Linked DNA regions of Mus musculus: all the other regions are linked to region 5. Evidence: chromatin contacts called from public Hi-C data. All regions are on one chromosome and are shown on one strand. Each heading gives the region's core, a stretch centred on a gene start, on an enhancer-like site or on the middle of the called end of the contact. The rest is flanking DNA. Distances are from core to core; before and after follow the strand shown.

Evidence for each region. Hi-C and Micro-C count contacts between places; a contact is called where the count stands out from the background.
Region 1: a Hi-C map of cerebellar granule neurons shows a contact between it and region 5, with 5 times the contacts expected there. The contact joins two enhancer-like sites. A contact is called at or near these places in 1 of 39 promoter capture datasets (hippocampal neurons), 10 of 484 Hi-C or Micro-C datasets (brain, cerebellar granule neurons, cerebellum and 4 more) and 2 of 115 datasets of contacts at active chromatin or transcription factors (astrocytes and neural progenitor cells).
Region 2: a contact with region 5 is called in a Hi-C map of cerebral cortex, with 4 times the contacts expected there. The contact joins two enhancer-like sites. A contact is called at or near these places in 1 of 484 Hi-C or Micro-C datasets (cerebral cortex) and 1 of 115 datasets of contacts at active chromatin or transcription factors (bone marrow-derived dendritic cells).
Region 3: a contact with region 5 is called in a Hi-C map of cerebral cortex, with 2.7 times the contacts expected there. The contact joins two enhancer-like sites. A contact is called at or near these places in 6 of 484 Hi-C or Micro-C datasets (cerebellar granule neurons, cerebellum, cerebral cortex and 1 more) and 1 of 115 datasets of contacts at active chromatin or transcription factors (neural progenitor cells).
Region 4: a Hi-C map of cerebral cortex shows a contact between it and region 5, with 2.2 times the contacts expected there. The contact joins two enhancer-like sites. A contact is called at or near these places in 3 of 484 Hi-C or Micro-C datasets (cerebral cortex and ventral hippocampal neurons).

What each region holds. Positions count from the first base shown.
Region 1 is chr9:113,429,553-113,434,554 of GRCm38.p6, reverse strand. No RefSeq gene overlaps it. Among named protein-coding and RNA genes, the nearest start is that of Gm39438, 12 kb to the left of the region's middle. Within about 2 kb of position 1,589, at least 10 of the 459 cell types and tissues checked have an H3K27ac peak or open chromatin away from gene starts, as enhancers often do. A contact at or near this core is called in cerebellar granule neurons, cerebellum and cerebral cortex, where this site is marked.
Region 2 is chr9:113,260,132-113,265,363 of GRCm38.p6, reverse strand. No RefSeq gene overlaps it. Among named protein-coding and RNA genes, the nearest start is that of Gm36367, 33 kb to the left of the region's middle. Within about 2 kb of position 1,498, at least 3 of the 459 cell types and tissues checked have an H3K27ac peak or open chromatin away from gene starts, as enhancers often do. A contact at or near this core is called in cerebral cortex, where this site is marked.
Region 3 is chr9:113,025,231-113,030,224 of GRCm38.p6, reverse strand. No RefSeq gene overlaps it. Among named protein-coding and RNA genes, the nearest start is that of Gm36251, 96 kb to the left of the region's middle. Within about 2 kb of position 3,589, at least 14 of the 459 cell types and tissues checked have an H3K27ac peak or open chromatin away from gene starts, as enhancers often do. A contact at or near this core is called in cerebral cortex and cortical neurons, where this site is marked.
Region 4 is chr9:113,155,810-113,160,867 of GRCm38.p6, reverse strand. No RefSeq gene overlaps it. Among named protein-coding and RNA genes, the nearest start is that of Gm46133, 17 kb to the right of the region's middle. Within about 2 kb of position 3,212, at least 23 of the 459 cell types and tissues checked have an H3K27ac peak or open chromatin away from gene starts, as enhancers often do. A contact at or near this core is called in cerebral cortex and ventral hippocampal neurons, where this site is marked.
Region 5 is chr9:112,452,455-112,457,892 of GRCm38.p6, reverse strand. No RefSeq gene overlaps it. Among named protein-coding and RNA genes, the nearest start is that of Gm24957, 67 kb to the left of the region's middle. Within about 2 kb of position 2,897, at least 32 of the 459 cell types and tissues checked have an H3K27ac peak or open chromatin away from gene starts, as enhancers often do. A contact at or near this core is called in cerebellar granule neurons, cerebellum, cerebral cortex and 2 more, where this site is marked.

The sequences.
Region 1 (5,002 bases), core at 340-2,839, 980 kb before region 5:
TTTATGGGTTTGTTACATACAGTTAAGTCCCCTTCCAAACAACCAAATTGTAACCAACAGCGCGAAAACACACAGGCTTAATCAGAATCTGGTTAGCCTTCAGAATTATTGTTATTTTTGCTAATGTAATATGTGTAAAATGATGCTTAATGAGTATTTTAATTTGTTTTCGTCTGATCACAGCAAGGTGGAGCATTTTTGCATATGCTGATTAAGCTCTGAGTCTCTTGCACAGGCGATCAAATCGCACCTTGCTCAGCCGTCTGTGGGGCTTCTTATTTCCATGAGATAATTGTGCATCTTCGTACAGTACGGCCCATCTCATGCTTTGTCTTCCTCTTAATTTTTATATTTTGAGTGTAAAAAATAGACTTTTTAATAGCATTAAATTAGACTCCCCCCTTAACAATAGGGAAACTAATGTCTGAGTATAGTTAAACATGCTTAATGTTATTGTTTGACATGTTTTATAAGATTAGAAAGTATTTACTTTTTGGTAATACAAAATTTATTTTGATTTATGTGGTTAGTAGAAGATGTTTTTTTTTCTAAACAGATAGAATCAAACTACTTTTTAAAAGTATTTTTGCAAGCTGGGTGTGGTGGCACCCACCTTCAATCCCATCGTGCCAGAGGAAGAGGCAGTAGATCTCTGAGTTGAGGCCAGTCTGGTCTACATAGCAGATTCTAGGCCAGCTGGGGATGCATAGTAAGACCCTGTCTAAAAAATGTTTGTTTGTGTGTGTGTGTGTGTGTGTGTGTGTGTTCACATGTGTGTGGGCCCATGGGCATGTAGAGACCAGAGATTGAAGTCATGCGTTTTCTTCAGCTGGTTACCCTATATACTAAGGCAGGGTCTATAGCTGAGCCTTGTGTTTGCTAATCCTGGCTAGTCTTAACTAGCCAGCTTACCCTGAATAGTCTAGCTTCACCCACGGAGTGCTAGGATTAGAAGCCAGCCATTGTGCATACTTAGCTATTTTTAAAATATGTACTTTATGTGCGTCTCTCTATGTGTATGTGTACATGTGCAGGTGCTTGCAGAGGCCAGGGGAAGGTGTCAGATTCCCTGGGGCTGGGATTACAGGTGATTGTGAGCCACCTGACATCGATGCTGGACTATTTCCCCAGCCCAGCTCCTCAGACTTAAGCACTTTTTCAAAGCCACTTTGGTTATTTGAAGTGACGTATTCAGATACTGGAGATGAGGATGCAGACATATTTGGCGGACCACTAACATGCCTACCATAAACAGCTCTGGAATTTTACTCAAAAATGTTGAGTTTTGTTTAAAACGTGTGTAGAAGAAGTATCAGCAGTAGCGTAGTGTTCTTTGTGACATATCTACATTTCTGGTGCAGTCCTGTCTTCGTGGAGATTACTTGGTGACATTTAGAGGTTTGCACCTATAATTTTAACAACACCGTCTCATTAACTATTTGTCTTAAGCTATGTGTTGTCGACGTGCACAGGACTTTTCTTTGTACACATTCTTCCTGAGTGTATTTTTCTAGCCAGTTCTCACTTGATGTCCTTAATTCCTTATGAAACTATATTCCCTGATGTAATATCATTTGGCATCCGCTCTACAAGGAGAAGCATATGTTGGCAATAGGCAGTGCGATGAGAATGTTGTTCCTAGGGAATCAGTTTAGCAGTGCCATATTGTGAAACCTCCATGTTCATTATTTATTTGAGGCAATACAAAAATGCTGAGCACCGAGGTGACCTTCTGAGCTGAGCAAACGCTGCTGATATTATATGTGACCTACTTTGCTCAGTGTCCTGAGCCGAAGGATACCCTGCAGCCTGGTGGACTGCCCTGGCAAAGGAAAGTGACATATGGGCCTGGGGTTGAGAGATAGTTTTTGCTTAGGGACTGTGTACAGACCTCCTCAAATGACTCATTAATGTCTACATCAGGGAGGTTGTAATTTCGGATCTGCTTCCTTCCAAGTCTGATATTCATGTTAAAAATGAGCTCTTGATACAAAGGGTAACCTTGGAACTCACTGACAGGAGACCTGGTCCAGTCTCTAGTGGGAGGAGGCAGCTCAGGCTCACAGGGCACCGATTCCTGTTTGAGAACAGGGAGGTGGGAGAGGATTGAACTCAGTCAGCTGACTGATGGATATTTCTAAAAATCCAATATAAAACCAGGTATGGCAGAGCATGCTCATGATCTCAGTGTGTGGGAGGTAGAGGCAAGAGGATTGGGGTTCAAGGTCATCAGTGGCTACACAGCAAGGTGGAGGTCAGCCTGGGCTACATGACACCCCGTCTTCAAAAACCAAACACAAAACCAACTAACAACAAAATACAACATCCCTTTAAAAAGTCTACAAGGCATCTGTCCCTTCAATTTCATATTTAAAAAAAATTTTTTTTAAATGTGAGTGTATTTGTACATGTGTTTGTATGTAGAGGGTGTGTGTGTACGTGCTCGCATGAATGTGCCTGCATTTGTGCATGTGTGGGGGACAGAGGACACCCTTATTGCCATTGGCCAGGAACCCACCAAACAGGCAATACTAGCTGGCCAGTGAGACCCGGGGATTAGCTGGTCTCTGCCTCTCTTGCTGTTTCTTGTGTTGCTTCTGGGCATCAAACTCGGGTCCTTAAGCTTACAAAGCACCTAGTGGAGCCATCTCCCCAGGCCCGGTTTTCTTTCTTGTTTTGTTTTGTTTTGTTTTGTTTTGTTTTGTTTTGCTTTGTTTTTCTAGACAGGGTTTCTCTGTGTAGCCCTGGCTGTCCTGGAACTCACTCTGTAGACCAGGCTGGCCTCGAACTCAGAAATCCGCCTGCCTCCGCCTCCTGAGTGCTGGGATTAAAGGCGTGCGCCACCACGCCTGGCTTTCTTTCTTTTTATATGGTTTCTTGGGAAGCGTCTAGGGAGTACGAGATCTTTTTGACATTTAGCTTTAGAATACCTTTGCTCCTTTAAACTAATTATCAACCAACCAGCAGGATCTTGGAAAGCTTCAGAATTCCCTGCTCTAAGAATTGATAACAAGTGCTTGATTTGATTTTCCTTTCTGATGCCATAGGTATCCAGCATTTACAAACCATGCCAATTTTCTTATTTTAAGGGTTCATTTTTTTTATTTATGTGTGTGTGTCTGTGTGTGCACATGCATGTGAGTGCCATGAAGGCCTGAAGAAAGTGTCAGATACCCCTGGCATTGCAGGCAGTCGTGAGCCGGCAGCTATGGGTGCTAAGAACTCCAGAACAAGAGCAGCAAGTGCTTTTTATTGCTCCTCTGTGGATCTTCAATCCATGTTACATTTTGAACACTGGATCTGCTGGCCTTTGTCTCACAGAAAGCCTTTTCCATAGAGGCAGGAGAAAGCCTGTGGCTAATCTTCATGGAGTCTGGCTGGGTGTGTTTTGTTAATATAGCCTATCCTCACTGATGGAAATTCCTCTTCTCTCCTGTCACTGGAGTCAGGATTGGAGTGTGAGCCCAGCAACCTAACAGACTAGGATTGGCTCTATACCTTTAACAGGCTAGTTAAAGAAACACAGTAGTGATGAGAGAGAGAGAGAGAGAGAGAGAGAGAGAGAGAGAGAGAGAGAGAGAGAGAGAGAGAGAGAGAGGAGAGACAGAGATTTCCTCAATGTGGCCACATTGCAGAGGAACAAAGTGGTCTGTTGACTTCCAAAGACCATCTTTCAGGATCTTAACATGAGATTCGGTTTTACACAAAAGCATCAGGTGAGCCATCTTGGTCAAGGTGTGGTCACTGTCACCCTTGTCTCTGTTCCAGCTTTTCCTGCAAAGTGGTTTGGCAGGTTCTCAGAACCCCGTGACATCACTTCCAGGGAGGCAAACTTTCCCTCTGGCTGACACCAGCTTTTCCTTCTCGCAGCATGAGACTCTTGGGGAAATTCCAGTCCCTTGGGTTTTATGACCTCAATGTTCTGACTGCCCAAAGGGAGGGGCACAAACATCTCTTTAGAATTTCTTTATTTCTTCCCATTCTGTGCATTTGATACCTCCCGAAACTGGGTCTTTGCCAGCTAGGTATTGCTTCTTTCTCTTGCAGATTGGAGATGCTAATGTCTGAGGAGCACAGCGAGGCCAAGAAGTTTCAGACAGTGGCTCTGACCTCAGCTGAGCTCATCAGATCTGCAGTACTTTCTGCAGCAAGTCCCCATGTGGTTCACTGTTGCAGAATATTTGATCACATTGTGACGCCCAAGACTATATTTTCTGAAAAACATTGTTGCTAGTATGTTTCTGCCCTTATCGCACACCTTTAATCTCTCTGGCTGGAATAGACATTCCCTTACTACACACCCTTAGTCCCAAACAATGAAGGTAAAGTTAGTTTGTAGAAGGAAGTAGCCATTTTGAAAGTAACATCTAATTAGGGGCAGACAAAGTGACAAACCATAGAAAGATTTGACAGAACAGGTTATGTCCAACTTTCATGAGAAGAGAGAGGAAAGGGACTCTCCTTAAGAGAGAGAAAAGAGGAGGGGAGGGAAAGAGGAAGGGGAGGGGGGAGAGGAGAGGAAAAGAAACTGGAAACAGGAAACAGTTTTATCAGGACAACTGTAGAGAGACAAGTTGCAGAGAGAGAACAAGCTAGACACACAGGTGAACACAGAATGAACCAGAAGATGAGAAGGAGCCAGAAGATTAAAACAGATGGCCTGACTTTGCAGTCAAGCAATTCAGGAGGAACGGAGAGAAGTCAGATTGAATCAGTCAGCTTGGAGAGGAGTTTGAGCCAGGACAGCTGAGTTGAACCAATCAGTTAAGGGTCCAGAGAGAGCTAAGAAGGGGTGAGCTTATTCAGCAGTAAGTCTCAGAGGCTGAAAACATTTTGGGCCTAGATGAGATTGTACAGAGGCTGGAAGCTTCTAGGGCCAGGCCTAGGTTAGCAGACAGTAAGCCTCCAAGGTGACAACACTGCATAAAAGTTAAAATTACAGTCCACCATCTGCTTGGTATCAGGAACGTGTGTAGATTTGCAATGTGCCAGGTTTTCTCAA
Region 2 (5,232 bases), core at 249-2,748, 810 kb before region 5:
CTCTCTGTGAGCTTGACTTCTCTCACATCGATCAGCAGAGAATATGTTTGTCTACGGATATCTCAGTGAGCTGTCGCGAAGGCCAAGCCAGAGAGTACTGTCTCAGCCATGAAGTGTGATGTGAAAACCAGATCTCGCTTTTTCTCGATCTCTGACAACATTCATAGAAAAGCAATAGGCAAATAGCATGCAAATGTCTTCCCCTGGCCCTGTCCTGCTCCTAGCACCCTGGACAGTTCCAACAGCACTTTCATTTTCTTATAGGGCTGATAAGAATCTATCAGTAACTTCTCATGAGGTGAGGTGAGGTGAGGTACCCTTCATCTCCTAGAGCAGGCTCTGCCATCTGTGCATCAGTCCTGTAGGCTGATGATTTTAGGGAGTGTGTCTGTCTTGTCTGATGTTGTTCTCTCTTGCTGACAGTTGAAGCCACAGCCTCAGTCATCACCAGCTCCCTCTGATACTTGGATGAGATGGGAAGGGTTAGACGCTCCTTGTTTTATAAATTAGACAGACTATGTTCTAAGGGGTTTCTGAGGTCACTCATGGGATCTTATTTCTGTTTTTGCAATCCTGCCAATGGAAACAAAATTGCTTAGAGGAGCCGCACATGTTTGATATTTCCTTCAGCGATGATGAATGACACTTACATTATTAATGTCTTACTTTCCTGGATCAGGTAGAGAGGAAATACCGCCATACTGGGCTCTTTCCTCTGGTCACTATCCGTCAGCATGATTAATTGTGATTTCAGGCAAATCTCTCCTTTCTGGGGGTGGGGGGACGCATACTGAAGTTCTGAGGGGGTGAGAGGAATGAAGATGAAAGTGGATCCAAGAAACAGATGCCAGCCCAGGGACCTGGCTCAGTGAGTAATGTGCTTGAGGACCTAAGTTCAATTCCTCAGAACTCATACGAAGAGCCAGGTATAGTAGTGCTCACTTGTGATCTCAGTGCTGAGCAGCCAGAGGAGGCCCCATGAGGCTCACCATCCAGCTAGTTTAGCCTGCCTGACAACCGCTAGGTCAACCTATGCTCATGCATTCTCACACACACACACACACACACACACACACACACACACACACACGCACACACACACACACATGCACAGAGAGAGCGAGAGAGCGAGAGAGCGAGAGAGCGAGAGAGCGAGAGAGTGAGAGAGAGAGAGAGCCAGAATGATAAGATATGCAGATATTTGCTTGGTAAGGTAGTGGGAACGGTTCCTCACATGAAAGATGACCTCTATAGGATGTCAGGATTGTGAAGTGATTGGTGGGAGAAGGAGTGTGAGAGGGAAACTCACTGCATCTCAGGTAGACCACTGGGTTCAGAGAGCCCAAGATGGACCCCAGAGGAAGAAAATGACCTTCACCTGTGTTGAGATTCCAGTAAGGTAAGGATGTAACCGAGAGGCCCCCGGAGATCACTGTGTCTTCTTCACGTCCATGGATGGGCTTGAAGACGACATGGTGTGAACTGAGGGGTGTGTGGGCGGGAACATATGGAGAATGCAGGGTGGATAATTGTCTGGGAAGTCTGGGTCTGAGGAGGAGGAGGAGAGAGCAGTAACTGCAGGAAATGTGGGTGGTGGGAAGATATTTTTAAACTAGGGAAGGCTTGAGTCTGTTTTTGAGAGATGTGATGAACAGGAAGTCTTGACTAGTTAGCAGAGAGATGGATGACCTGACAGCCAGAGGACACCAGGGACGAAAGCCAGGACCCAAGAGGAAGGACTCTTCTTAGATGTCACATCAAGGGTATACATGGCTTTGAAGACCATGCTCTTATTTTACCAAGACAGTGGATACCCCCTCTTTCATCCATCATGCCCACTGCAAACGTTCTCTGGACCTCACTTCTCAGAAGCTTGAACTGCAAACATGTGCAGGAAGGAAAGGACACATGTGTGTCTCAGATCCTATCAGCACTTTGTAAAAGATTAGGCTCTCTCTGTCCACAGTGTCTGACCTTTTGGGACATTCACGCCCAAAACCAATCTCCCTGATTCCCTGTGAGACTCAACTGGACGAGCTGCAACTGCAGGACATGTGATGGTCTTTCATTCCCTCATCTTGTCTAGACTCCTCTTTCTCTGGGTGCAGAAGGGGTGAACATTCTCTTCTCTAATGCCCTTGGTCAGTGTTCTTAAGAGTGGTGTGTGTGTGTGTGTGTGTGTGTGTATGTATTCATGTGTGTCAGTGCAGATGAGTATGTACCACAGTCCTTGGATATGGGTTAGAGGACAACCTCTGGTGTTGTTGGCATGAGATCAGGTCTTATTGGCATCGTGTATGCCAGCCTAGCTGTTCCACGAACTTCCAGGGTGTCTCCTGTCTGCCTCCCATATCCCTGGAGGAACAGTGAGGTTACAAGTACTTACACTGCTATGTCCGGTTTCTGTGTTTGAACTCTAAACTCATGTCCTCACACTTGTGAGCTGTCTCTCCAGCCCTCAATGCTATTTTTCTTATTAATAGAGCCACTTTGTGCATTTACCCAACTTTAGAGAGATGCCTAAATACTCTACCTTCCTCCCCTGTACTCAGTGGCCCAACTGCCACTTAATACAACTTCAAGATGGCTAAATACATTTTTAGGTGTTAGTAAAATTGGTGGTGACTATTGTGCTATATTAAAAAATCCTAGGATTATCATCAGCATCAATATCATCATTGTTATTTTGATAGTTATGGTATAAAACGAAACGTGGTCTCATGTTTTACAAGCTGTCATCAAACTTATGATGTAACCAGGTGTGACCTTTAAAGTCTGATCCCTTTGCCTCCACCTCTGGCATCCAGGGACTACAGACAAATGTCACCACAACCAGTTTACATGAGGCTGAGTGATGGACTCAGAGCTCCACATATGCTATGAACATGCCAATGAGCTATTTCTCCAGTTCTGAAGAACTAGTTTTAAAAACGCAAATCAGAGCTAAATTTTAATCTCTCATGTGCATAACTAATTTTTCCAAGACCTTAAGACAGAAGCCCATGGTTTGTTTTTAATATCAAGAAAGCACACGTCAATAAACACTCTATTCCCACACCACCCTAAACTCATCCCATCCAGTGACAGTGAAATATACACTGACAAGAGCAATAAGAAAAATAATAACGTGATTGCAGGATTGATGCCTATTTCTGGCTTCATAAATAAAGGACTCGGCTGTCAGTGATGTTTAATTTTTGTAAACGCCTCTGGAAATTTAAGTATGGTAAGAAAACATTAGTCGGAGATAATGTTCAATTTCTCCCAACATAAGCTTTTAAACCTTGGCCGTGTGCAGTTTTCAGTCTGGGGCAAATTCAGAGCAAATCTCTCTGGAGCAGATTGTGGCGGGTTTGTTTTAAATAGGCTAGCTTTGTGTTACGGTTCTAGAGGGCAGGAAGGTAGAAATGACAGCAATAACAGGGGTAGAGAATGCCAGAAGCCTATAGCCTCACGTCTGCAGAACAGAGATGCTCTCCTCTATACATGAATGTGGACTCCCATATGCCACATGCCAAGTTTGGAAGGACCAAGGGTTGTGCACAGGAACGGTGGCCACAGCTCCCTGTTGGACATCGTGATGGCTTGGTGTTTTTTTCTCCTACACAATTGCTCTGGTGTTGAGTCGCCTCCCTGGAGCAGTATCATCAGCACATGGGTTGAGTAACAGACAATTTCCTGTTATCTCTGCCCTGTCTATGAAACTAGAGAAGCTAGCCAGAGAGATATGGGGAGTGTGTGTGTGTGTGTGTGTGTGTGTGTGTGTGTGTGTGTGTGTGACTGCCAGAGATCCATTCTACTGCCATCTCTTCAGAACAAGCTCATTAGAAAAGAAAGCAAGGAAGCTACATTAGGGGTGTTAGGGTTAGGGTTAGGGTTAGGGTTAGGGTTAGGGTTAGGGTTAGGGTTAGGGCTCTTAAGTGCTCTGTTGGACATATAGAAGTGGTTTTGTGACCTCAAACTTGTATCAGATCAATGAGTGCTTGCTAAAACACCATTTTTTTTTGACTGCTACCTGTGTTATGAAGGTCTGGGAGTGTGGATGCAGAAATGTGAATTCATAACCAGTGCCATGTACTGTTGATGCTGCATGCCAGGAGACCATCTTATGAGAACCCTTAGTCTAGGGTCTCTTGTTCCTGATGCTGGACTGTCATAGGCCAAGAGATGCATCTTTCTGCACCTATGGGCCTAAGGATGCCCAGGAAGCGTTGACACACTGAAAGAATAAACAAGAACCCTTTGTGTGTGTGTGTGTGTGTGTGTGTGTGTGTGTGTGTGTGTGTGTGTGTTCAGGTACCTTCAGCAGAGAGAACCTCACAGAGCAAAGATATGGGCTGGCCAGCAGATCAACCACAGAGTATGACCAGCCCTCCCAAATCTCCTAGAATTCCCCCTTTATTCCTGTGTTAGTGGGGGGTTACTGTTGTTCTGACCTCAAAATCTGTGGATTGTGACTGTGTCAAAATGTTGTCTATGTGGGGTTGTTCAATGCATCCACTGTTCCTCTCAGTTACTTTGCTCACTGAAGTGTTTGTAAAGTTTCCTCATATCGGTACATACCCTTCCAGCCGGTTCATTTTACAGCTCTCTCTCCCTCTGCTTTCTCTGTCTTTCTGTCTGTCTGTCTGTCTGTCTGTCTGTCTGTCTGTCTGTCTGTCTGTCTCTCCTTTCTCTTCCTCCTCCCTCTCTCCCTCCTCCCTCCTCCTCCCTCTGCCCTCCCTCTCCATCTCCCTCTCCCTCCTCCTCCCCCCCCCCTCCCTCTCCCTTTCCACAATGCACACATCTCATTTTATTCATTCTCCTCTTGATGGGAATTTGGAGTATTTTCAACTAGAACTGATGACAAATTTTGCTGAGATTAGCTCTCCTTTACACACAGTTTGGCTCACACAACTCCCTTTCGGCTGTTTTGGTGCTTGCGAGAGGAATTGCCATTCCCAGGACTGGCAGATATCCAGCTTCAGTAGACACTGCTGAATACTTCTAAAGTTGATTTACTAATTCTTATTCTCCCAGGAGAAAGCCAAGGGTTCTAGTTACATAGTTACAGGTACAATGTAGCAGGATTATTGTTTAGAAGCTACCAACACAAATAAACATTCAAATTACAAACTTTCCTTTGCTTCTATTGTGGTTTCTCTCCTGGTTTGCTTCTCTGTTGCTATAATAAACACCATGACCTTAAGCAACTCAGGGGTCGGGAAAGAGTTTGTTTGGCTTATGGTGCCA
Region 3 (4,994 bases), core at 2,340-4,839, 570 kb before region 5:
GGAACATTGTTTCCTCTGCCTAGATTCTAAAAGGACCTAGAATCGAACTCAGGTCTCCAGGCTTGGCAGCAGGTGGCTCTACCCACTGAGCCATCTCACTGGCTCTATTACAGAACCAGCAAGAAGGTCCACGAAGCAGCACTGGAAAGGAAGAAATGAGGATGAGGCACTACCACAATTTCCACACAGGGAAACTCTGCTTAGCTCCTGGGCAGATGTCCCCACTGACAGAAGCACTGCAGGACTCTGTTTGCAGACTGCATGCACTGCTGAGTTCTGTCAATTTGACTTTCAAGTGCATATGGCAGCTTAGGTGATTAATCTCTAGCTGGGCTTGTGATCTTACAGCACCAGAGATTCATAGTCACAGGTAAGAGCAGTGCACAGATGAGATCTAGGTGACATATCTGCCCTTCCCGTGTTGACAGCAGGGATGGGATGAGGTTTGTATTTTCTTGACTGTATAACATCAGTAGGAGGGGCCTCCTTAAATCCATCCTGAGATCCTGGCTGGGAAGCAAAATGACACAGCAAGCCAATACTAGGTCTCCTGTTTTCCTTCCACCGAGGAGAGTCCAACCCAATTTCTGCTAAGGTCAGATGGAAATAGGAAGAGTAATTAATGAAGCTTGGTGTCCATTTGTCCCCTCCTCTGTGCTGTAGCATCTCCACTCCTCAAAACTCCAGAAAAGGCTACAATCTGAGATGGAGAGGATGAATAGTTTTCCCATGCTATTTCCTGACAGTTACATATTTACCGCCCAGAAAAATCTGATATTGCTGACTCCAAGCTTACACCTGGAGAGGAAATAGCTTCAGTTCTACTTATCTAGTCTCCAAAGGAAGTGACTGTCAAAAGCAGGTCTGAGATCAATGGTGTGAACTGCCTGCATGGGGTTTCAACAGCTTATTGGCCATAAATCAACTCACTCTCTGCAGAATGCAGACTGTTTCTTCTGGAGGTTAGCCCCGAAGGCAAGCTGTGCTGGCCTTGTTTAGCTCCTAGTATACTCACCATTGAGGCATCTAAAAAGACAGAATGAGCCTTAGTGAACCCAAGGGCAGATTGGCTTTAAACATGTCTTATTTTATAATCGAATCAGAGTCGAAACAGTGGTTAAAGTAAACCCTTGGCTGTTGACATGAAGATCAGTACAGCAAATTCACCCCAAATATATTTCTCTTGTTCCCAAGAATTCATCCACAATTAGAATTGTCATCTGACCATCTCTGGTTATATTCTGTATTTTTTTCTTTAAAAAGTTTTGGAAGAAAACAGGCCACTTCTTTTTAGGTGAGACTAAGGCAAGTGCCTTTTGGGAGTTTATAGTTGAAATCAAGCCAGAGTAGCTTGTGTTGGAGTTTTTATAACATGGAAAAGCCAGGTCCTCTGAACTTCTGCATCCCAAGACCCTTGTGCTTCTCACTTGAAATTAGTTTTCATTCATGTACGTGCTATGCCGGTGACACTCTGTTCTAATGTCTTGGTGATGATCACCAACCTGAATGGATCCAGAATCAACTAAGAGACATGCTGCACATGGGTCTGCAAGGTTTTCCCTGGAAGGATTCAGAAAGAGGTAGAACCTACTTTTGGTTTCTACGTAGAAAAGATCCAGTGGAAAAGCAAGGCTGTTTTTGCCTGCTCGCCTTTGCTCCTTGCCACCGAGGGTGGATGCATCTATGGTGCCACTTCTACACTGCCACTGTCTTTCACATTTTAGGCAATGACCTTCTCTTATTGTGACCACTGAGATAGTACATTAAGGTGCCCTCACCCTAACAGGATACAAAATGTATGACACCAATTGAAGTTACTCTTGGGTCAATTCAAGATTTTAAATGGAGCTTTAAAATTACTGAGAATTGTTGTCAGCTCTTGGATTTGTGGCAACACTGAGTGAGGCCATGGTTCCTGCTGCCTTGCCCATACTTTTGTATTTCCTGTGTTTCTTTGTAAGATGGAGTCTTCTCATATTTCCTGTGTTCCTTGAGTTCTTTGTTGTCCACTTTTTCTTCTCGGTTTTAACTGAAAATAATATCAAGGGCTATTCTTCTCCTTTGAGAAAATGTAGGACTAATTAAATTAAGTCTGTTGCTTACTGTTAATCAGCTGGTGGTGTTGGGACCTGGATTCAAGCTCACAACCCCCTCATTGCCCTTACTGTTAAAGTCTTTTGAGAACTTCAGACAGCATTACTGCATTTGCATCATTTCCACCCTCTCCATCTAGCTTCTCCCATGACCCAATCAATACTCTGTCTCAAACTCATGACCTCTTCTTATTCTGTTACACACACGCACACACACACACACACACACACACACACACACACACAGAGATAGAAAGAGAGACAGAGAGAGAGACAGAGAGACAGAGACAGAGACAGAGAAAGAGACAGACAGACAGACACAGACAGACACACCACACACACAGACACACAGTAACACAGAGATACACAGCACATACACACACACACAGACATACATATACACAGATATCACACACAGACATAGACATACACACACACCACACACACATAGACACACACATAGAGACACACAGACACAAACAGACAGACAGACACACACCACACACATAGACACAGACACATACCACATACACAGACACACAGACACAAAACACAGATAGATAGACAGACAGACAGACAGACACACACTATGCATACATAGACACACAAATACACACACAGACACCAAGACAGACACACCACACACAGACACACAGATACACACCACATACAGAGACATACATATACACAGATATACATACACAGATACCAACAGACAGACACAGACAGATGCACACATACATGTACAGACATACACACACACACAGACACAGACAGACACACAGACACAGACAGACACAGACACAGACACACAGAGAGACACAGACATAAGACAGACAGACAGATAGACACACACACAGTTGAGTCCATTTAGTGTTACTCATGTGTGCATGGGTTTAGGAAGAAATAGTTGGGATTGGATCACCAGCCTAGCAGGCAGCCTGTCCCTGGAGAAGGCACATCCTTTCTCAGCAGCCACCCATTGCCTGTAGTTCTTCCTCTAGGGCTGGGAAATCACGAGATTTCACCTATGTGCATTGGCATGTCACCTGGGCGCTGTCCTTGTCCAAGTTCTGTTTAGATGGCTGTACTTTGAGACCTCATGGATGCAGCTTTCTTGTCACGTGCAGACAGCACAGGCTCATAGCAGATGTCCTGCTCCTCTGGCTCCTATAGTCTTTCCGCCCCTTTATGAGAATAAATGCATTCTCTAAGTATCTCTGCTCCAAATTGAGAACTGGTTCCATTTTAACTGCTGCCGAGGAAACCCTCATTGCTCTCATTTCCTCTATTTTGGACTTGGGAAGGCTTTGTCAATATTTTGGTAATGTTCATTTTTGTTCTTTGCCACCTAATAGGGGAAGTTGACAATGGTGACCGTGAACTAAGACCCAGTTTTCTTTCCTGATATATGTGTCCCTTCATCTCCCCCCTACTGCTTTCTTTAACATATTTTGCTTCTCCCCATGTCTTTACCCAGGGTGTAAACACCAGAATAGAATGCACCATAAGGACGTTTTAAATGAAGACTTAGCAGCTGCTGGGGTTTTAGATGCAGTCATGGCTGAAGGTTCATTGAAACATCAAACATTTCTACTATTTTCTTCTTCTGAAGGGCTTACTTCCCCCCACCCTTTAAAATTAAAAATATTGTTTTAATTTGACCATGTTTTTCTCCTTTCCCAACTTCCTATCTCTCTACCCACTCGAGTTTATGTACTTAATCCCTCTGTCTTAAATACACACACACACACACACACACACACACACACACACACACACATACACACAACTCATAAAAACTTGAAGTTTATTTTGTGTTGACCAAGGATGCCTGGGCACAGTGCCCATTTCCAGAGTGTTGGTCACCCAGTAACACTCCATTGTAGAAAACAGAATCTTAGCTTGTTCCTGTTTTTTTCTTTTCCCCAGTTTTTGAAAATTTAAATGTATTAGAGTTTTGTTACTTGCCCAGAGATGTAGGGAGAGTGTGCTGTTGGAGGAGGTATCTCAGGTGCCCTGCTGTGTCTTGTCCACCTCAGACTTTTGTCCTCCTCCTTGCTGCTCTCTTCAGTTACACCAAGGGATGGAAACAAATGCATCGGAGGAAACTAAGCAGGATGCAATGCCTAGAAATCCCTATGTTTCCTCTGCTTCCCCTCTGCCCATCTCCAGTCCTTCTATCTTCATCGGTTTCCTACTAGCTGTAAGCAAATCTTAGACAGTGTTGCAGTGGGTTAGGGTTGTCTTAAAAAGGATGAACTGTCAGTTAAAATGAGCTTGAGTTTTAAAACTCCATGGTTGAAGTAGGATTAAAAACAACTTGTTTAATAAATGTCTAAGTGATTTAAGCTAGATCTGGCATCTGCATACATCTGGGACATAAAGCCACAGTCAAGACAGTGGATCTAAACACTCCTGCAAATGAGTCTTCAAGTCCCTGGAGAATACCCCTTAATACTATTATCCCATAATTCAGCTTTCTGTTACTGTGATTTTAGATTTTCTAAAATAATAGATAAATAAATGAAGTTTTTATATGAATGTCATGAAACAATATGAACTCCGTTAGTGAAGGATAAAGAGAAAAGTGATTTACTGAGAAGGGGCCAATCCATCGGAAGCACATAGCCATCCCAAGCATATACATGTTCAACAATGGCTCCAATAACATCAATTAGAGATGGACACCCAAGAAGACAAAGAGAATCTCCCCACAGTGCTAGCTGGAGCCCCTGGAAATCTTCCAGTAATTAATAGAAGAACTGGACAAAGAAATCCCAGGACTATCAATAACTGCCAAACACCCTACAACAACTTTACCAAATTGAAATTTGCTGAGTATTTCACACCACAAAAGCAAGATGTGCATTCTTCAATGTGTGAACAGAAAATCTCCTA
Region 4 (5,058 bases), core at 1,963-4,462, 700 kb before region 5:
CAAGTACTAGCTAAGGTTAGAAACAGGTGTGTGTGGGATCATAGGAGAGATTGCTTAGGAGTCAGTGTTACCGTCATCTCACACATCTCAGACAGGGAGCTTGTAGGTGTGGAATGGATATGGCTAGGGCTCCATCCATGTTCTCTTTACTGGACCAACACCTACCTCTGCTGCCATATTGACTAATAATAGCTGTAGCTTTTATCCATCTACTGAAAGTTACCTTCAGCTAATGGGGACCACTTGGCTAAGAGGTTATACTCCATGCAAGCATAGCCAAGAGCCAATGATGCAGGGATGTGTAAGAAGCCCAGCATCTTGGGAAAAGGCTGCTTGTTCTAACAGCAACAACCCACACTTACCTTCATGGTACCAAGATACTGTCTGTCTCTTTTGGCTTCCTATATTATGGTGACCAATAACCCAATGATGATGCCTTTTTACCATATTCTAGTACTCTCATAGCTCCAAAAAAGTCTACTTGACATTTTAGTAGAGTGGTGAGTTAGCAGACATCATGCCATTGTATGAAGACATAGAATGAGTACCATTAGTATGAAGGCAACACAGTCTTAAGACAGTGTTTCTGTGGTTGAGCAAGTTAATCTTTGTTTGTGGCTACAGAGGATAGTTAATCCTAACTCGCAACATGATTAACTTGGAAATGTGCCTGGGAAATTAGTAAACCACATGGAGTTTGTCTGTGAGAGTGCTTCTCAAGTGGATTAACTGAAAAAGGGGCTGTCTACCTACATGTGGGGACTAGAAGGAATATAAAAGTAGAGGAAAGGAGAAAGCCAACCAGTGCAGGCATAAAAGCGCTCTCTCTCTCTCTCTCTCTCTCTCTCTCTATATATATATATATATATATATATATATATATATATTCTCTCTATACACACACACACACACACACATACATATATGTATAGGTGTGTGTAGAGATAGAGATAGAGATAGAGATAGAGATAGAGATAGAGATAGAGATAGAGATAGAGATAGATTCTGATTGGCAGATTGGAGTAATTCATGTTAGCCAGGAGTCCTGGCACTCTTATACAGAGAGTCATTGAATCTCATGTCCAGTTCATCTCTGTGCTCTCTTATCTGTATTTTAGAGACTCCTAGCACTTTGGAGTCAGGGTCCTGTATGCCCTTAGTTACAATATGGTGTCAAGAAAGATCCCCTTACCCCTGGGCCTGTAGAGCACACACTTTCAAATCAAAACAGCAAAGGCCCTGGCGATGGCTCAGTATTCACGTGCAGTGTAAGCATGGAGGCCTGAGCTTGATCTCTAGAAGCCCTGTACAAAGAGCTGGGCAGTAGTGTGTGCCTGTGAGCCCAGCGCTGGGGAGGGGGAGGCAAGTGGATCCCTGGGAAGCCAGCCTAACCTACTTGGCAAGTTCTAGGTCAGTGAGAGATCCTGTTTCCAAAACTCAGTTCCTAAAGAAAGACAGCAAAGGTCATCCTGATTTCCACATGCACTTGCATGCAGATGTACACAAACACACACATATACACACACATACACAATACATTCATACACATACACACATACACAACATACACATATGCATACACATACATACACACATATACACACATATACAACACATTCACACACATACACAACATACACATACACACATGCATATACATACATACATACACACATATATACATACACACATACACAACATACACATATACACACATACATACACATGCATACATACATACACACACATATATACATACATACACACATATACATATATACACACCTATACACACATACACACACAACACATACATACACACACATATACACCTCACACAACACATGCATTCACATACATACATACCCATGCACACATATACATACACACACATACATACACACATAATACATACACACATAATACATACACACATACACACATAATATATACACACATACACACATAATACATACACACATATAATACATACACACACACACACACACACACACACTATACCTGGAGAAGGGGTGGGTGGGACATCCCACAGCATGGATCATTAGAGTATGTTAGGAGCTATTGTATTTGCTTCATGCTTTTAAATTTCATTTAAATTCCATGTACATTTGCTGAACACCTAGCAAATGCTAGTTCCCACGCTAAGCCTAGGGGCGATTATAAAGATGAAGATGTTGCCTGGCCTTCGTTCCTGTGAAGGGGCCTATCGTACAAAGGCTGAGTTGTAGAATTAGGGCTAATCAGTCACATAGCCCTGGGAGCATAGAAAGACAATTGGTTAATTCTGCCTGCAGGGTATGTATGCTGAGAGATGAACACATTGCATGGCCAAGGAAAGACACTGGATTTTGAGTTTGTCAGTTCCGTTTTTTTTTGGTTAGTGATGGATGTGGGAGGGACCAGGCCATTGTAGGCAGTGCCACCCTGGGCAGGTAGGTGGTCCTGGGTTCTATAAGGAACAAGTTAAGCAAGCAATGGGGTGCGAGTAAGCAGCACCCCTGGGTGGCCTCTGCTTCAGCTCCTGCGTTACGATTCCTTCTTCAGTCCCTTCGCCTTGACTTCCTTTCACGATGGGGTATGAAGCAGAAGTGTGAGCCAAGCAAACGGTTGCCTCCCCAAGTTGCTTTTGAGAAGTATTTTTATCACAGTGATGGAGAAGCAAATTAGAATACCTCTGTAGGCAGTAGTAGAAAAAAAGGCAATATCTCCTAACATTTCCTTACAATAGAGTTTTATTTCTGTGTTAGCACACATAGACACCCTTCCCCACTCTCTCCTCCCCCCCCCCCCCCCCCAGACACAGCTAAAGTCATACAACTTCAGCGTCCTGTTTTTTTCTGGTGGTCTGTATTATCACACGGCAAACATTCAGACTACACAGGTCCTGATGAGATCTCCTGGTAAGGGCTGCTGAGTTAAACTGCTTCCATATGGCAGGCGCCGTGGAACAGGCCCAGGCTGGGTTTGTGCAGAGGAGGGGTGTAGTTTCTCCCCATTAGAATGATTTATAAAACCTGTCACTCTCATGTCTGCAGGTTCATTTTAAAGGGATTTGGTAGGATTCTGTTTGTTATCGTGGAAGGAAGAGAATAATATTGCCCCAGTTTTCACTTCGGAGAGTAACAGAAAGTGACAGCCCAGAGGCACGCTGGAACGGTGACAGCAGGAGGGTCTACTGGGAAACAAGAAAGAGGGAGAGTGGCTCCCACTGAACACCTGCGTGGTCCGGAGCACAGTTCGGAGCGTGTCTTACCTACGGTTCCACTCATCCCGCAAGATAAAATGAAACCATAGCACAAAAGTGCGCTGGCAAGCACTTTTCCGATGTTCGGCCTAATTACTGTTTTCTTTTTGTCCCAGGGATAAATTCATTAGAGACCATTTCTCAATTTCTGCGACCAGATGCTGATTTGGATTCACACAGTGGGTCTGTTTTCTTTTACCTGTATATTTGAAGTGGGAAGGAGGGAGGCAAGAAGCAGGTGGCCGGAATCATGGGAAGAGAACAAACGAGAGTGTGTGCCTGAAGGGATTAGAATTTTGTTATCAGTTCCTGCTTTGGATTGCAACTCCTGGTCTGCTGCACACTGGTCCCATCCAGGCACCACGGGAAGAGGGTCCCCATTTTCTTTCTACCTCCCACACCTTCCCTGGTGATAAAGAACTAAGGATGTGGGGCTGGCTTGCCACTCTGGAAAAGGAAAATGATTTAAATGTCCTTTTAATTCCTTACCAACCTTCACCCTTATTTTTAAAAGCATGCATTGATTGTACATAATAATGAGTTTCGTTGTAATATTTAACTTTTTAAAGGACATTTTTTTTTTCATTTTTAGCATTTTAATTTACGTGTATGGGTATTGGTATAGGTTTGTATATATCTGAGTGCAGTGCCTGCAGAGGCCAGAAGAGGGCATCAGATTCCCCTGGAGCTGGAGTGACAGGTGGTCGTGAGCCATCTTAGGGGATGCAGAGGAACAAACTCTGGTCCTCTGCAAATGGGTCACACACTCTGGACTACTGAGTCTCCTCCCCAGCTCTTCAATATGAAATTTTTATGCACACATGTAATATGTTTTGACCTCCCTCATGGTCTTTTTTATTTTTTTTTTTTTTTACCTGCTTCACATTTATGCTGACATCATCCTACCTAGCTGGTCCCCTTCTACTTTAACATTGTCCCCCCACCCCCAATAATAACACATGAGTGTATGAGTGGTGTGTGTGTGTGTGTGTGTGTGTGTGTGTGCATGTGTGTGTGTGTACATTCCAATGAGTTTCATAAGGATTGGATATAGGGGCATGGATGAAGGGTTACTTATAGAGGCATGGACAATTTATCAATAACTACACCACCAAAGAAAATCTCTCTCCATGCCCTCATTACAGTAGCTTCTTGCACATCCTCAGGGAGAGGTGGGCCCTCCTGGGCCTTTCCTTCCTTCCTGACAGAATGTTGACAGGGCCACCTGTGCAAGTTTTCTGTCAGCTCTGTTTTACCCTGATCTAGATTCTTAGGGCATTTAAAAGCTGCAGCTCTTTAATTTTGGACACGTTGAGACCAATTATTGTATCCAATTCCGTTAGCTATTCTGGCCCTATCAGCCCTCTGTGGACCTCAGCATCTGTGTATGGAAAGATCAGCTGTTTCAGAGATGGTCAGTATAAGATGCTCTCACCCAAGTGACCCATAGTCAGGATTCTACCTGAAAATAGGGCAGCTGAATCACTTTCCGGCGGCCACAGGAGCAAATGGCTGGCTTGCTACATTTTGTTCCCCGAGGATGATTTGATTGGATGTGAGTCACTGTGTCCTTTGTCATATTCTTCCCCAGAGCAAAAGCCAAAGATGGCCCTGAAGATTGTGCTTTGCATAATAAAGGCTTAGAAAGAGGAGGAGTTCTGAGGACAGAGGCGGATTTCTGCTACTCCTTACCTTGAATACCTTCCTGCATTTATAGCCAGTCCCTAAACATGCCATGAAGATGCATGCTGCCCTTGCTGAGACCCAAGCCTTGCCTCTCTCCCTGCAACCCG
Region 5 (5,438 bases), core at 1,648-4,147:
AAGAGCTGAGTTCTGGAACCTTCATAAACAAATGGAAACTCTGAGTCTCTGCTGCCCCCTTTGCCCAGGCTTTCTCGCTATGCTCTGCACTGTTCAGGTCCCTGATTCATTCCTGAAGCATCTGACCCTGAAATAACTTGCTGTTCACTCTGTTCATCTGTCACATATGCTCAGACTGTATCGAGTTCCAGCTTCCCCAGAACCACGTAAAACACGTGATGGTACACCCCCATAACCTGGCAACCAGGAGGTAGAGATGGGAGGATCAGAAGTCTAAGATCATCTTAGCTACAAAGTGAATTCAAGGTGAGTTAGAGATACATGCAACCCTGTTTCAAAGCAGGAAAACAAACAAATAAACAACAACAACAGCTACTCAGATTCTTTTCTCATAAAAATTCAAGCATCTTTATCTTCCCTCTCTGATCTGAAGTTGTACTTGCAGTATAATATATTAAAATAAATTTCCATTACCTGTGAATATATGGCATGTAATACATACATATGACAAAATAAATATTATATATATATATATATATATATATATATATATATATATTCAACTATTTGTAAATGCCTGACATCCATAAAGAAAATGCAGATATTCCCTTTCAAAAGCCTAAAACATGTATGTGACCATGATCCCAGGGTTACTTTGTGATTAGAGAAAATATTGCCTTCAGAGTAAATGTAATTGTGTCTGTGGTACTCATGTTATTTAGTTGTTCTGGAAGATGTATATATGTTTTATCATAAAGACTCTTCATATGTGAAACTGAAATTCAGTAGAAAATTGATGCATTCAGCTTTGGAACGTTGGGAATCTAGCCCTAGCTATCTATCTCAATTCAGTAAATACCATTCGTCTTCCCTGGTCTTTGTCTATACCATCTATATGAAAATAAGTGGGAAGGGGATTATAGAGAAACAATAATTAAATGTCACATACTAGGACTGGGTCACAATGAAACTAACACAGACAGTGAGTTGGGGTACGGTCCAATCCAACTAAGATAGAAGCCATTAGAGATGGACTGCTAAAGTCAGCAAACAAAGTAAGGTTGAGGAAGCATGGCAGGGTGTTAAGATGTCAATGTGAGAGCTCCAAGATTAATTAGACAAGTATCAAGCTGCCAGCAATGCTGAGAATGGATTGAACCCAACTAATATGGGAGGTGGGAGTATACAGTACAGGACTACTGAAGTTTAACTTCCAGCCCAGATGAAAATTCTCAGTGGGAAACAGACAGAGAAGGGATGGTGTGACCCAATGAGTTTTGCAGTGACCAAAAGCAAACAAATGTGTTAACCTGCTGATCTGATGATAAAGGGAGGCGCCCAGTGAGACTGCATGGTGCAGGTCTGTCTGGTGGAGTGACAGGTCAGCATGGGTAGAATGACAAGCTGTCAGTGGTGACTTCTTCCAGGATTAGAATCCCAAAGGTGCTGGTTCCTTAGTCTGGGTTGATAGAGAAGCATTTTCCTGTATACATACATACATACATACATACATGCGTACATACATACTTACACACACACATATATGCTTGGAACTGGAGCTGGGGTGTTAGATCGATGTGTAAATCACTGAGATCCTCAGTATGCAGGTAAAAGCTAGGCTGGCAGCTCACATATGCAATACCCATTCTGGGGAGACAGAGACAAATGGATCTTTGGAGCTTCTTGGCCAGGCAACCTAAATCTAACAATGAGCCCCAGGTTGGTTTGTGTAAGCTCTTGTTTTCAGTGGTGAATATTCCCCTGTGCTCTAGGCCTTAAGTTTAATCAGAAAGCTGACGTTATCCACAGCACTTATGGCACTATAGTGCTAACTGACGCATCTTGCTTGGCACTGCCATTGTGAAACATGCAGAGGCCACAGTTGAATGGTACTTTGACTCATAAGCATCCCTAGCAACCTTAGTAGAACTTTGTGGGACTACATGAGCTAGCCTGCAGGGAGGAGACTCTCCCAACTCTTTCCTCATCTTATTTAAAGTCCTGCACTACTTTGTCTTCAGCAGTAGGTTCTTTCCATCAGTTCTAAAAAGCAACTGGTATCAGTGGTGATATCCTTTATTGTTAGAGGGGCCTTCTGGGACAACTGTTAAGGCAGCAGTCCACTGCTAACACTGGGATCTCAAAACCTTATGCTTTGGAGGAAGCCCTGTTTTAGTCTTATGGGACCCACTTATTTTCTCTGTAGGGTTTACAAGACAAGAGTGTGACAGTTATTTTACAGTTTTGTGTAGATATCAGCTCTGCAACTTGAACTTAAACATTACAAATGTGGACAGTTACTTCCTATAGGAAGGCAAGTGGTGTATGTTGGAAGAGACTGGCACTTGGAAGGTCTCCACATCCCCCAAGGTTGCTCACACTCACCAGACCTTCTTACTTGCTTTCTATGATGACCTGGCTCTGCATCTCCCAAGACACTCTTGTTGGATCTGTAGGAATAGGTTTCTTTGCAAGAAGGAACAATGATTTAGTTAAAACCAAGTCTGAGGAGATGGAGAAGAGAGTTTTAGGCATGCTAAGGAAGCTGGGCCAAAGAATTCTCAGGTTTTCATAGACATGTTACCTTCTAGGAGGCTGTTATTTTCTGTGAAGCGTTGTTACCAGAGATCTCTGTCTCTGAGAGATATAAAATTAGCCAGAGCTGCATTCCTATTTATCCCTGGAGTAACAGGCTGGCTCAGATGCCACACAGGGCAGGACAGACCTTTCTCTCTGCCCCAAGGTAGCAATAAAAGAGTTATCAACTCATCTTGATCCTCCTCTAGGACTCAAAAAGAAAGAAACAACAACAACAAAAAATCTAAGTCTGGCACCTAGTTTCTTTCCTGAGTGGGTTGTCATGGCAACAGGATATAGCAACTGTTTTCAGTATTCTGGGGCCTTGGCAATCCTCACGAGTTTCTCTGCCTCAGCTTCTATGTATGCGCAGACATATGGACACCAGAACCCGTGCCAGCATGGAAGAGAGGGACGGAAATTCATGCCAGGATCCCTCTGGGGTGCTCGCGACCTCAGCTGACCTTAGAGTTTAGCTCACTGCACACCAGTGCTCTGAGCAGGACCCATCTGGTTCCTGGCCTGGAGGAATTTGACAGCTTTTGCTATGAAGTGAGGGACTGAGTTCATTGAGCTCAAAGGTCAATGCCAGCTCCAGAGGCATTGAATCCAGAGTCCGAATCTCAGTAGTTCAATTTCATTCCAGAGGGCCACGGTTTTGTCTTGATCGTACTTGTTCTAATAAAAGGAAAATTTCCTTCATTGTGAATATTGTTGATACTACTATTGACTCATGATGAGTGGCTTCATTTTAACTCACAAATACATGATGTTCTGCATTCAATACACATTTAAGAAGGCAAGATTTTGTGCCTGTGTGTGTGTGTATGTGTGTCTTGTGTACTTCCATATAAGGATCTTTATAAATGGCAATTAAGATTTTAAACTGTCTCATTTGGATATTTGAAAGTGCAAGGCGACCTTGCATATTCACATGTCACATTCGATGTCCACATATTTCTGTTTTTCCCTGTTTTCACCTCTCATTATCGATGTCTATGTGGCATGTGTCTGTATTATTTACTCATATTCTTGTGTCTCTGCATGTCTGTGAATGTTTATCTATAAATGAACCTCAGTGTGTGGGCTATGTTCCTGGTATGTGTCTTTGTATGTGCAGTGTGTGTCTGTGTGTGTGTTCCTTGCATGAACATATCTTCATACGCATGTGTGCAAGTATACATACATATGGATCTGATGTGTATATTGGTGTGTCTCTGTGGATGTGGAGATGTGTGTGTGTGTGTGTGTGTGTGTGTGTGTGTGTGTGTGTGTGTGTTTGGAGCATGTGTGTCTATATATGAGTATAATTTATCTATGTGTGTATGTGCCTGACAAGCCTCCAGCTTGAGCACAAGTTCTCTTCCTCCAGAGACTCAGAAGAGAGTGTGATGATATCCCCAGCACTCTGGGTAATTCTTAGAAAATGATAGGAGGTCAACAACCCACTGGGGAAAAAATGAAGGACTGCTGATATAAAGGAGTCAGTGTGGGCTGTGGAAGTTTTTGTTGTTTCCATTCAAAAGTGTCTCTTGATAAAGAACATGCTGAGTTCAACTTTTCTCTGGAAATGTAACAAATAACTCTAAAATGTAGTGGCCCCAACTTTTGAAGTTTTAATTCTTTATTATTATTATTATTATTACTATTATTTAGTAGTAGTAGTAGTAGTGTGTGTGTGTGTGTGTGTGTGTGTGTGTATGTGTCACACATATGAAGAAGAACAACTTTAAAGAATCCCCTCCATCTACAATGTGATGAAGTTGGTCTCTCAGCAAACAAGTACCCTCACCTGCTGACACATCCTCCCTGCCTAAGAGCTCTTTCCTCTCTAATTTCTTATGCATAAATTCTGTCAGTCAGGGTTGCCGAAAAAGGGACAGTAAAGATTGCTGGCTGTTCTCCACTCTTATGGAGCCCTGTATGAGCTCACTCAGTCAGCTCAGGGGGACTCCTTGCAGCTGGCAGTTCAAAGATCTGAGGCTGAGGGACACTGTCCCAGGTTGCCTTATTTGCCCCCAGGTTGGTGACGTAGGAACTTTCTCCTTCCTCATCCATCCTTCTGTCTTTCCCAGTAAAACAGTGCACTGTCTACTGAACATTTTATATGTGAAGTATTTCATGTCTGTATGTTCTCTGGTTGTTTCTAACCTAAGACGTCTTTCGCTGACTTTGTATCTCCAGTGTCTTCACACTTTTGAGTGCACATGTTTGATGTATTTTACACACTCTTCTCTCTGTTTTTTTTTTTTCATAAAGTACTTGTAATCATCAGGGAATCTAATTATTCACCTGGTACTCACTCTGTAATTGTGTGTAACGTAATGGATCCGACATCTAGTCTTTGTCTGTGCCCCACATTTTGGCCAGGGTGAGACCTCGGGTGCTCCTTTGCCACTTTAATAAGCTGTTAAGCCAAGTAGGAGATCGCATTTAGATCATTAGAGGAAATAGATGTATGGGAGAGAGAGACCATTCATAGATATCAGTCCTAGAATGTAGAGGAGAAACACTGAGTCCCTACATCCATAGACTTGTTTACATCCACTCTTTAACCTGACAGAAGGAAAGCTAACTCGGGTCTTCTGAGAGGCAGCAAGGACTTTTAAGTGCTGAGCCATCTCTCTAGCCCCAAGAAATATCTTCTTTAATGCCTAACTTCTCAGTCAGTTCTTGCCCCCCCCCCCTCTCTCTTTCACACACACACACACACACACACACACTAGCATCAGGTAATGATGGATTCAAGTTTCTTTAGGAGACTTCCCCCTTTTATATCCCCAGTACCTCTAGGGCTGAGAGGAGGGGAGACACCTGCTCCCCATACTAATTTTCCAACTCATCAGTAATGGAAAGCTCCT